2 separate regions of the Mus musculus genome follow, and region 1 is linked to region 2. Evidence: chromatin contacts called from public targeted proximity ligation data. All regions are on one chromosome and are shown on one strand. The core of a region is the stretch at or near the end of the contact, and the rest is flanking DNA. Distances in the headings are between cores, read along the strand shown. Region 1 has its middle 26 kb from the start of Mir1192. Region 2 holds the start of Klf9 (Kruppel-like factor 9).

Region 1 (5,665 bases), core at 2,066-4,565, 34 kb before region 2:
AAGTGTTTGAAGGTAGAGGCATTCCCTCAGAAGATTCTGAAGACAAACAAATGCCAATGATAAGTTTCCATAACAAAAATAAACATAGGTAAAATAATATGTGAAAGTTCATTATTTGGAGAAGTTTCACAGAGATCTATTGGCATTTCAGTGGGTGGTAATAACAGAAAATGATTTTTTTAGGATATACCTAAAAACCCTGATTACTTAGGACTAACAGAGAAACAGAAAGGGTGTCTGTTTAGGCTTTAAATTCTCTGTTACATCTGTAGAGAAGGAAACATGCTGACCCCAGAGGAGGTTTGAAACCTGAGTTCAGGTCCTTTCACATGTACTGCCCTCGACTTCTGTGAAGATGGGGAGGGCAGCTGGAGTCGTGGATAGCGGAAACATGACATGATGAACGCTAAATGCATCCAGGGGCACGAGGACTGCTGAACAAACTAAACAACCAAGCATCCCCTCTCTAGAGAGATCCTTGTCTGTTTTAGACCTGTTCTGGTTTGTCAAATGTGCATTTAATCATGCAAAATATTAGAGAATATGCCTGGCCTAAGCAAAAATATAAGACCTGCGGACACATTGAAGAAAGAATCCTGCTAAAATGAGACTCCACAACCAAAGAAACTGAGATGGGTTGGACTGGATGGGAGGGTGCTTTCCTTGTATGTGTAAGGCCCTGAGTTTGATCTCCAGAGCTGTAAATAAAGCCCAGTCACCTAGTATCCCATTGCTTTGATGATGCATCTTCACCTTAGCAAATAGAGCTTAGAGGCAAAGCATATTCAGAAAGAAAGGGTTGTGTGTGAGAGAGATGCTCTGTGGTGAAGTAAGCATACTGTTCTTGAAAAGGGACCCGGTGGGGGAGGGGTATGGAGGGCTGGAGAGATGGCTCAGCAGTTAAGAGCACTGACTGCTTTTCCGGAGGTCCTGAGTTCAAATCTCAGTAGCTACATGGTGGCTCACAACCATATGCAATGGAATCCGATGCCCTTCTCTGGTGTGTCTAAAGACAGCTATGGTGTCCTCACATAAATAAATAGATCTTTAAGAAAAGAAAAGGACCCAAGCTCAGTCCCCAACAGCCACCTCATCAGGCAGTTCACAATTTGCCTGTAACAAGTCCAACTCCAGAGGTTTCCAAGGGCATCTGCACTCTCATATACACGCAATAAAATAAAATACTAAGACTGAGGGAGTGGAGAAGAAGGGAAGAAAAGAAAGGAAGTGGGGCTGGGAACTTGTTGCTTTGGGAAAACAGAAACTGAACACGGGGTGATTCTCCTATGGTAAACATGCAGCCTGAAGACCTAAGGCTTTCCCTGGAATTAACAGAAAGCAAGCTTGCTTGCTCTTATGCTAGGTAAATGGGGTTAAGAGGTAGCTTCAGAAGAAAACCTGCGTGCGAAAAGCTTAACCCTAAATGCAAACCCTGACCTGGCAGCTCCTAACCAGCAGACAAGCAGAGAAACTAGAAAGAAGACTGCAGCATTTGCAGTGTCATCCTTGGGAACACAAACTTGTGGATCCAGTAGGGTTAGGTGGCAGAAATGGGGAATACAAAGGTCAGCCTTCAGGAAACGTTCAGTTTGTTTACATTTTTAAAAATGCTATTCAGGCTGGGTGTGGTAGCATGTGCTTTTAATCAGAAGACAGAGGCAGGTGGATCCCTGTGAGTTTGAGGCCAGCCTAGTTTACATATACGGTTTCAGGCCAACTAAGGCTATATAGTGTGAGTCCCTGTCTCTAAAAAATAAAAAATAAAGGATTTCAGTGACCTGCACCTTTCTCGTTTTTTAAACTAGCTTTTAAAAACATAGATGGGACTGGGAATGCTGAGATGCCTCTGCAGGTAAAAGTACTGGAGCTGTTGATAGTGTGTTTAGCCTGCAGAAATCCTGGGTTTGACTCTCCAACTCCTATTAAAGTGGGTGTGGTGCAAGCCTGTAATTCCAGCACTGGGGAGGTAGAGACAGAAGGATCATAAACCCAAGGTCATCCTAGAATGTGTGTGTGTGTGTGTGTGTGTTGTTACAGCTCAATGATAGAGCCCATGTCTAGTATGCATGAGGTTTTACATTTGATCCCCAATACTTTCTCTACAAAAGAAGATATAATAGCCAAGAGCTGGAATTGAGGCTATAAACTCCCTGTACAGTCACTGTGGACTCTTTATAGTCTCTGCCATAACCACTCACCTACCTTATAGTCATAGACAGTATATAAATGCATATGAATAGCTGCATTGCAATAACATTTTATTAGGAACACTTCTGTTTGAATTGCATCTATTCTTTGTGTGTTTGTAATAGAGCTCTCTTTTATGTTTTCAACCATTTAAAGAGATAAAGACCATCCTCAGCTTCCTGGCTGCACAAAAACTAACCAAGGGCCATAATTTTGCAAGCACCAAATGCCCCCTCTTCCAGGTCATTCTCATGAACAAAGCTAATGCGAGAAGAGTGGACGCAGGGATTTTTAACTCTTACTTAATCAAGGACCAAGTGCACTCTGAGAGAAGAGAAGTGCAGACGTTGAAACCATAGTGCCTGCTTTGTGCAACCCTAGACACACACAAAGCCTACTTTCCCCCGTGAAGTTATAGGATATTACATTTGAAAGTGGCTTTTCTTAAGAGGACCCAGAGCCTAAAAGAAATTCATCAGACCCAGCTAAGAACGGGAGAGGGCTAATTTTCTCAGCAAACTTTAAATGTGACATCTTGACCTGGGAAGAACTGAATTTATGGTTGTAGGCAGGAACAGAAAAGACTGGACTCAGCTCCTGCACTTGAGAGGAAACATAAGAAGCAAAGTGCTTCATTGCCAAGGTCAACAGAGGCTCCTTGAACTGGAGAACTGATGAGAGAGCTTAAGAATTCACAGCTCACTGGTGACCATCCTAGCAGCCAGACACCACCCTATGTCAACCCAAGACGGCTTCCAGGTGGGAGCCCACAGATGAGCTGTCTCTTAGTGTGGGGGGCAGACAGTCCAAAAGTAAACCACAAGCCTCACTCAGGTAAGGACACAGCAGGTTTCCTACAGAGCAAGGGCCTTGGGCTGCTGTCCTGGGATGATGGCATTAGATTGGTTTCTGGGCATAGCTTTTCTTCCTCTTTTATAAACAAACATCTACTTTCACTCTGGCAATTTGAGCACAAGGCGAGGGAGAGTAGACCCTTCCCTATCATGCTGGAGGCCCTGGGCTTTTCCTTGCGCTGGAGGAAAATAATGTTGGTTACCGTGGTGCATGCCTGTAATCCCAAATACTTGTGAGGTGGAGGCAAGAGGGTCAGAAGTTCAAGGTCACCCTCTGCTACACACCAAGCTAAAGGCCAGCCAGGACTACACAGCAAGACCTTGTCTCTAAAGAAATGAATCCATACTGCTGCCCTGCCAAGCCTTCTAAGCCTTTTTCTTTCATTTTTTATTTTGTTTGTTTGTTTGTTTGTTTGTTTAGAGATGGTTCCTCTGAAGCCCTGACTGTCCTGGAACTTACTCTGGAAACCAGGCTGGCCTCAAACTCAAGAGATCTGTCTGTGTCTGCCTCCTAAGTGCTGGGATTAAAGGCGTGCACTACCACCACCTGTCTAAGCCTTATTTTTCTAAACACATCCCTTACATATTTTAAATTGGGCCTGTGCTATACATATTTTTACAGTAAATATATCATGAACCTGTGCAATGGTTAATAATGTCAACTTGGGTTACAGTCACTTAAACAACATCTACGTGTGTTTATGAGGGCATTTCTGGAGAGGTTTAACTGCAGTGTGAATGTTTACCTTCAATATGGGTAGCACTATTCAGAGGGCTGGGCTCCCAGACTGAATAAAAAGAAGGGGGCAGAGCAGCATTCTCCCTCTGCTTCCTGTGGACTGTGACTAGCCTCCTCATACTATGTCTGTGTTATTGCCCAAGCCAATTATGCTTGGTTATTGTACGTTACCTTGTTTTGAAAACATGGAGACTTGTTTATAAAGGCTCACTTTATATCACTTGTCAGATTTTACTATGTATCCATCTGCTCATGCGCACTTGTGAATTATGCACTGAGCATATTAATCCTAATGTAACAGAGCCTGTGACATCATGAGCTAACTAGAAATAATTTATTTTAAAATGATGTTTCTGCTTACTATTAAAATTGAAACACGGGCCAATGAGTACACACATGGTTTGTTGGGTAGAGACAATGTCATGTCTGGTGGCACACCCCCCACCCCAGTCCCCTCTAACAGCATTTAAAGAACACATGCCTTTTTCTTTTCTTTCTTTCTTTGTTTCTTTGTTTCTTTGTTTCTTTGTTTCTTTGTTTCTTTGTTTCTTTGTTTCTTTGTTTCTTTCTTTCTTTCTTTCTTTCTTTCTTTCTTTTTGGTTTTTCGAGACAGGGTTTCTCTGTGTAGCCCTGGCTGTCCTGGAACTCACTTTGTAGACCAGGCTGGCCTCGAACTCAGAGATCTGCCTGCCTCTGCCTCCCAAGTGCTGGGATTAAAGGCGTGCACCACCACCACCCAGCCACATGCCTTTTTAAAATAAAAATAATTTTTTAATTTTTAAGGATTTTAGTATATCCATAAGTTTCACCTTCACTCACCAGGATTCTTTTCCTAGAAAAATCAATGGTTTTTTTATTAAAGTGTCCAAAAGTATTAGCATATTACATCTATAGCTATGAAGTGTATTCTTCATTCACATTAGGTTGCTTTTTGTTCTTGTTCCTTGTTTGGCTTACTGCAGTATAACTTTGAAGGTCTCTTCAAAGCTCTGTTTCTTGGATTTGTGTTTAAATCCCATTTTACCCATATCCTTCTTAGTTATTAATTTTATGGCTCATTGAATTTGCTGCCTATTTATACTTTTTCACATTCATGAAGTATTTATAGCAAAGAATGAGTGTATGAGTGAGTGTCTCGGTTACTCTTCTATTGCCATGACAGAACATCATGACCAAGACAATTTATAAGAGGAAGTGTTTAATTCAGTGCTCATAGTTCCTAAGAGTTCGTGACCATCATGTCAGGGAGTCTAGCAGCAGACAGACAGGTGTGATGCTGGGGCAGGAGCTGAGAATATAACATCTTGATCTACAAGCATAAGGCAGAAAGAGAACTAACTGGGAATGGTGTGGGATTCGAAACCTTGAAACCACTCAGGGACCAGGCCACACCTCTCAATCCTTCTCAAGCAGTTCCACCAACTGGGGATCAAATATTCAAATACAGAAGCCTATTGGTCCGCTCTCATTCAAACACCCAATAAGACTTTGAAGTTTTCTCTAGTCAGGGTATACTTTGAGTAATTTTTTCCTATTTTTTGTAGCCTTAAACACTATACATTCCTTTTACCTATTTTTTCTCTTCTTTTTTGGTTTTTGTTGTTGTTTTTGTTGTTTGTGAGACAGGATTTCTCTATATAGTTCTGAATTTTCTGGAACTTACTCTGAAGACCAGGATGCCTCAAACTCACAAAGATCTGCCTGCCTCTACCTCTGAAGTGCTGGGATTAAAGGCACTTAATCCCACCACAACCAGGTGACCTAAACAATTTTAAAAGATCTTAATTATTTTTTAACTTTTGTTTTGGTTTGGTTTGTTTTTGTTTTTGTTTTTGTTTTTTTGTTTTTTCCAAGACAGGGTTTCTCTGTGTAGCCCTGGCCTGGC
Region 2 (5,861 bases), core at 2,189-4,688:
AGATGCTGGTAACTAATGAAATTTTTATAAACTCTGTGCTGTCCACAGCAAACAAATCTGCAAAGCCAATTCTGCAGCAGGGCGACAGTTTGCAAACCCCCAATTACAAACACCTGCTGTAGGGTCTCAGGAAAACAGAGAGGCAAAACCCGAGCCTCACTCAGTCACCTCCTCTGTGTCCTTCCTCGGGACAGCATGGAAGGTGTTCCATGAATTAAAGGGGGCAAAAAAAAAATTGAAATGATTCAACTTCTATGGAAGCTGAGCTGTGTAAGACTCTATAAGGAAGTGAGCAAAAGGGAGGGATTCTAGAGGGACTGTATGGAGCAGTACTGAGCTCGGGGGGTGTGGCAGGGACTTCAGTTCTTAAGATTTTCACGGAATGCAGATGATCCAAGCACCTTCAGGATTTAAGAAGTCGCAGAGAGAAAATCCGGAAGCTGCTTGCCCCACCCAACCACGAGCTAACCTGAAGCTGTCTGAGAATGGAAGCGCCAGAAACTCAACTTGGCATGCGCCTCCTCTCCAAAACACTTCAGGCATTATCTGTAGCGGCTGGCATTTTTGTCCACACTAGCAGTACTTATCCCCAACGCCCCCCCCCCCAAACATAAGTTAAGACCCCTGAAATCACCACACCACTAGAGCCAAAGGTATGACTGTAGCATTTTAAAATGGGAAGAACACCTACTTAATTTCCTTTTCAACTGTGATCGGTGTGAAAGGTTCTCCTGAAACAGCTGAGCTGTCGTGCCTTATGGAGAATTAAAGAGCAGCACGCATGCACGCACACATGAGCAGCCATTTCTATAAATGCCCGAGAAAAGCACTCAGCTGAAATGGCCCAGAATGCTGGGTATCTTCTGCTGAGCCACAGTAGGCACTGCGGGCCTCCCCACCTGCATCATCCACTGGGCAGTCCTCCTGAAGGAGAAAATGCCTTTGCTCAAGGTGGCCGTGGGTGTCCATGTGAGCCACTGAACCCTGGGAACATGGCTGACATGGCCAGGCCCGCCCAACAGCTGTGGAGAGTAACTCGCTGAGTTATTATACCTCTGTTCACCTCCCAGAGCCCTACTAAAGGTCACACCCCCCCACTGAGGGTACAGGCCTGTCCAACTGCTATTATAGAGTCAAACTTACAAAGGTGCAGTTTCATATGGCAACCTAGACGTGGACCCCAAACAGCACCTAGCTTTTCATTATCACTAGGAAATTTAAGATTTATTCTGATGCTGGCAGCCACCTCCCAGAGACTCACTTTCCAAAGGATAATAAAAAAGGGCAGGTGGCTACATAGTCTTTTCAATAGCAAACAAACCTGAAAATCCCACCGAGTATCATTTTGAAACCAAAGAAAGGTTCCGGACCTCTTCTACAAAATGCCAATGTCTCACACCAAACCCCTCAACACCTTTGGACACGATGCCAACAACTCTGAAACATGCGGTCTCAGGACAAGGTAAGGCCCGCTGCCTGATCATAACAACAGTTACAAACGACCCTTCCCTAGCTGACCTCAACACTTGTTCATATGTGAACGCCTTCCACCTTTTTCTAGGCATGTTTAACTAGAACCACCAGAGCTAGTTGACCAGGGTCCTACTAAGCTCCTAAAGCCAGTTCCCTAGAGCAGATGGTTTTACAGCCACGTTGGTGTGCTGCGTGGCCTACAGCTAAGAGGAACGCCCCCACACTCATCCGTGAGGCCTTGAACTCCAGCAAAGACCACACCTCTCTCCTAAGGCTTCAGGCATGAGACCAAATAAGTCACATGGGAACAGATCAGCACTGAATCACGTTCCTTAGGAAAGCTAACTAGTCAAGAAGTTAATCCACCATCCATTCCTTCATCAGTCTCCCCTGCAGCCTGAAGCAGTTTTATTTTAAACCTCTCAGGGGACTCTTAGCCAAATTTAAAACCACCTTGGCAAGCCCTGAAAAGTAGCCGCCATCCAGTTAAATGAGTCCTTAGTCATCCTAAAACGATTCACGCAGAGTGCGGCTCCCCTCCCAGGCCGACCCCTCCGTTGCAACCCCACCAGGGAATGGGATAAAAGCTGCGCCATTTGACTACCCTACCCCCCAGCGTCTCCCCAGGTGGGGCGACCCCGCAGCGGCGGGGTACGGAGTCCCGGGGGCGGGGCGGGTAAGGGAGGGGCGGGCCGGCTCCAGGCCGAGCCACGCAAGCCACTTGCTCAGAGCGGCGGTTGGGGGGGTGGGGGTGGGTTCGGGTGGCTCCTAAAGGTTGGAGCCAAGTAAGGAGAGAGTGCAGGAGTTAAGCAGCATCTTCTCCAAAATGTTTGCAGCCTCTAGGCCGAGTGCGGTGTCCTGGGCGCCCAGGAATGCTGGCCGGCCAAAGGTTAGCTAAAGCCCGAAGCGGGGGAGAGGCGACGCCGCTAACCTGTATGCACTCTGTAATGGGCTTTAAGATGGGAGGATTTTCCATAGACTTTCCCACAGCCACTGTAGGGGCACTTGTGCCTCTTTTCGGAGGCGTGTTTCCCCTTCGAAGCCACTCCAGAGTGGAGGAGGGAGAGTGGGCTGGGCGCGCTGCCAGAATCCTGTCTCTCCTCCGGGCTGTGGGAAGGACTCGACCCAGATTCGGTGGTCACGTCGCTGTCGGATCCTATATCCTCATCGGGACTCTCCAGACTGTCGCTGCACACCGAGGGGGTCTGGATGGGTCGGTATTTGTTGAGGTCCAACAAGCTCTTGGCGATAGTGACCAGCGTGCAATAATCCTTCCAGGTGTCCCCCGGGTCACCGTGTTCCTTGGTCACCTCGCGCTCAGGTAGTCGCAGCCGCTCGGCTTCCGGAGCGCCCCCGTGCTCCGGCACGGCGGCGCGGTTGGAGATGGAAACCAGACACTGGGCAGCCACGAAGTCCATGTAGGCGGCCGCGGACATGGTGCGGGCGACGGCAGCCCGGGCGGTGCGGCCAAACTTGAAGGTGGCTGCGGAGCTTCGGCTAGCCCTGCCCTGGCCTCGGACGACGAGCGCGGTGCGGCGCGGCCGAGGGGGCGGGGGCGCGGGAGCTTGCGACTCGCGGGAGCGCCGAGGCGACCTCAGCCCCTCATCTTTACGTAACCGGCAGCGCCTCCGCACGCAGCAGCCGCGGCCGGCTCCGCCGCTGTCGCCGCCGCCCTGCCCGGCGCCCCGCGCGATCCCACGATGGGCGCGCCCTCCTCGGAGAGATGCCACACGTGGCGGTCGCAAGTTTATTCGACTGCAAACGTGTCGGAGTCCCAGAGAAAGCCAACTGCGAGCCAGGCGCACGTCCTCGACCGCCTCTCCGCCGAGCTGACGCCCCGGGGCATCAGCCGAGTACGCGGACGAGGGGGGCCGGGGCTGAGTGGGGCTCCGCGCCTACGAGACACTTCTTCCCGCGTCCGCCGACGGCCGCTGAGCCCCTGGTCCTGCCGCGCCGCGCCTCTCCGGCATTCTCCAGCTCAGTAACAATTTCGCAGAATCCCATCACGTCACAATCCAGGCCCCCTCCAATTGGCCAGTGGGGAGGGTGATTCAACTCTGTTTACTTTCTCCCCCTGCCAGTCAGAAGGGCCCTTCGGTGGAGAGGTGCGTCTAGAACTACGGCGCGCGGCCAATCCGACCGTTCCGTTCCGCCGCCGCGTGCTGCCCCTCCAGCCCCGAACGCTGACATTTAAAAGGGAAACTGCTCGGAGCCCGGCAACCAGCGGCTGCGCATCCCCGCAGATGCCGCCCAGACCGCGCGCGCGCCTACGCCTCCCGGCCCACGTGCCAGCTGGCGTGGCTTGGGAACGCTTCTCCCCTAGGCAGTTACGCCCATCCCTAGGGACGAAACAGAACTTCAACTTCGGGTTCCCAGCCCTCAAACAGTTAAGTGACTTCCTGCAAACGCTACAGTCCCAGCAACCAGGCTTCCAATCAAAAGTAAGTTGGTTGATGTCACTGGCATTGGCTCAGCCAATCAGAAGGGCGTTCCAAAAGGAAGCGCCCGACACTTGTAAACCTGCGGAGCAGAAGTGAATCGGACAGATCTTTTCATATTTGTGTTGCTGGTGCTAACTCTAAAATATAGATGGAAGGACGGGGTGCTTAATAAACTAAGTGTGAGTCAAATTTTAAACCCTCGATATGGCAGGCCACGTTGTCCAAGGACAGACTCGGATGAGACAGCATCAATTCGTTCTTGTTTGGAATGCAGCACTTAGATGTTTAAAAGTTCTTTCACCCCACACATTAACCAAGAGAAATTCATCTAAAATTTTTCACAGCTAACAAAAGATCCGGTTCCGTATTAAATGGTTCTTACACAAAAGCACCGCCATCTTGGCATTTTGCTAAACCTCCTACTTCCTTGGGCGCCTTTGACTCTAAATTCGCTCTGTCTTGAAGCTATCTTAACCCATAAACTGAGACCAATAAGACATTGCATTTGCATAACTTGAAAAAATCCTTTTCTTTGTAGGGACTCCTCCCTGTTCCTGCTGGGCAAGCCTTTCCTTCCTCTTGCTTCACAATTGTAGAGAACAAGACTGGTCTACCTTATCAGGTAGACGACCGCAGAACTCAAAAAAAAAAAAAAAAAAAAAAAAAAAAAGCACAGGGTTCCCGATTCCTGACTCTGCTTTAGAGGAGCCACCCCTGTGAAATATTAACTGTGTTAAATAGTCCTGAGAACTGGAATCATCCAGAGAGCCTTAACAACTGAATCTTGTGGCTTTACTTGGTCAACAATTAGTGTGGGGTTGGGAGTCTGATGAACTCAGTGTGCTTCTTCCTGAGATGAGTGCTGGGTTGTTTTCCATCATGATAGCTAAGGATCTACAGCAGGGCATACAGTCAACACTGCGGGTTTACAATCCCTCCATTGCCTGGCGGTGGTGGTGCACGCCTTTGATCCCAGCACTCGGGAGGCAGAGGCAGGCGGATTTCTGAGTTCGAGGCCAGCCTGGTCTACAGAGTGAGTTCCAGGACAGCCAGGGCTACACAGAGAAACCCTGTCTCGAACCCCCCCCCAAAAAAAATCCCTCCATTTATCCTGAGTATGAAAGGCACTTTTTCTCTATGAGACACTAACTTCACAATATCTAACCCCAACTTTCCCACTCGTGGTTAACCCTTAATGTTTTGGATACCTCCACCGGGTTCTCTGGGGGGGTCTCAGAAGAACCCTTCCAGTTTGAAGGGTAGGGTAAATTATTTTGACTTTTAAAGTTATGCAGGAAAGACACCACACAAGGTCATTTCCTGGGAAAAGAACAAATATAACAGGAAGTGCTAACCCATGGAGAAATATCACTGCCATCACATCACATCATGAGAGTACAGAGGACATGCTTCATGCAGGACCCAGGCCCAAGACCCTTATGACATCCATGTGATATATATATATATATATATATATATATATATATATATATATATGTATATGATTCATATATAGATATAGAGAGAATATGTACAATAGTGTATAGCAGGGAAGCCATCTTGGAAATCTTGCCTTTTTGGGGGGTTTTTTGAGACAGGGTTTCTCTGTGTATCCTTGGCTGTCCTGGAATTCACTCTGTAGACCAGGCTGGCCTCGAACTCAGAAATCCCCCTGCCTCTGCCTCCCAAGTGTTGGGATTAAAGGTGTGCACCACCACTGTCCAGCACATTCTGATAATCTTTTTTTTAAACATTTACCTATTTATTTTATGTATATGAGTACACTAAAGCCATACAGATGGTTATGAGCCACCATGTGGTTTGCTGGGATTTGAACTCAGGACCTCTGGAAGAGCAGTCAGTGCTCTTAACCACTGAGCCATCTCTCCAGCCCACATTCTGATAATCTTAATTTTAGAAAAGAATTCACTGGTGCTGGCTATGATG

What was found.
Region 1: a contact with region 2 is called in a targeted proximity ligation map of embryonic stem cells, with 17 read pairs. A contact is called at or near these places in 7 of 39 promoter capture datasets (the HPC-7 cell line, embryonic stem cells, epiblast stem cells and 3 more), 5 of 484 Hi-C or Micro-C datasets (cerebral cortex, embryonic stem cells, forebrain and 2 more), 11 of 130 datasets of targeted methods (CD8 T cells, astrocytes, embryonic fibroblasts and 4 more) and 3 of 9 other capture datasets (adipose tissue, liver and pancreatic islet).

What each region holds. Positions count from the first base shown.
Region 1 is chr19:23,172,906-23,178,570 of GRCm38.p6, reverse strand. No RefSeq gene overlaps it. Among named protein-coding and RNA genes, the nearest start is that of Mir1192, 26 kb to the right of the region's middle.
Region 2 is chr19:23,138,803-23,144,663 of GRCm38.p6, reverse strand. Klf9 (Kruppel-like factor 9) reads right to left here and starts at 3,438. Exons shown (of 2, transcript NM_010638.5): 1 at 2,405-3,438. The coding sequence starts at 2,909.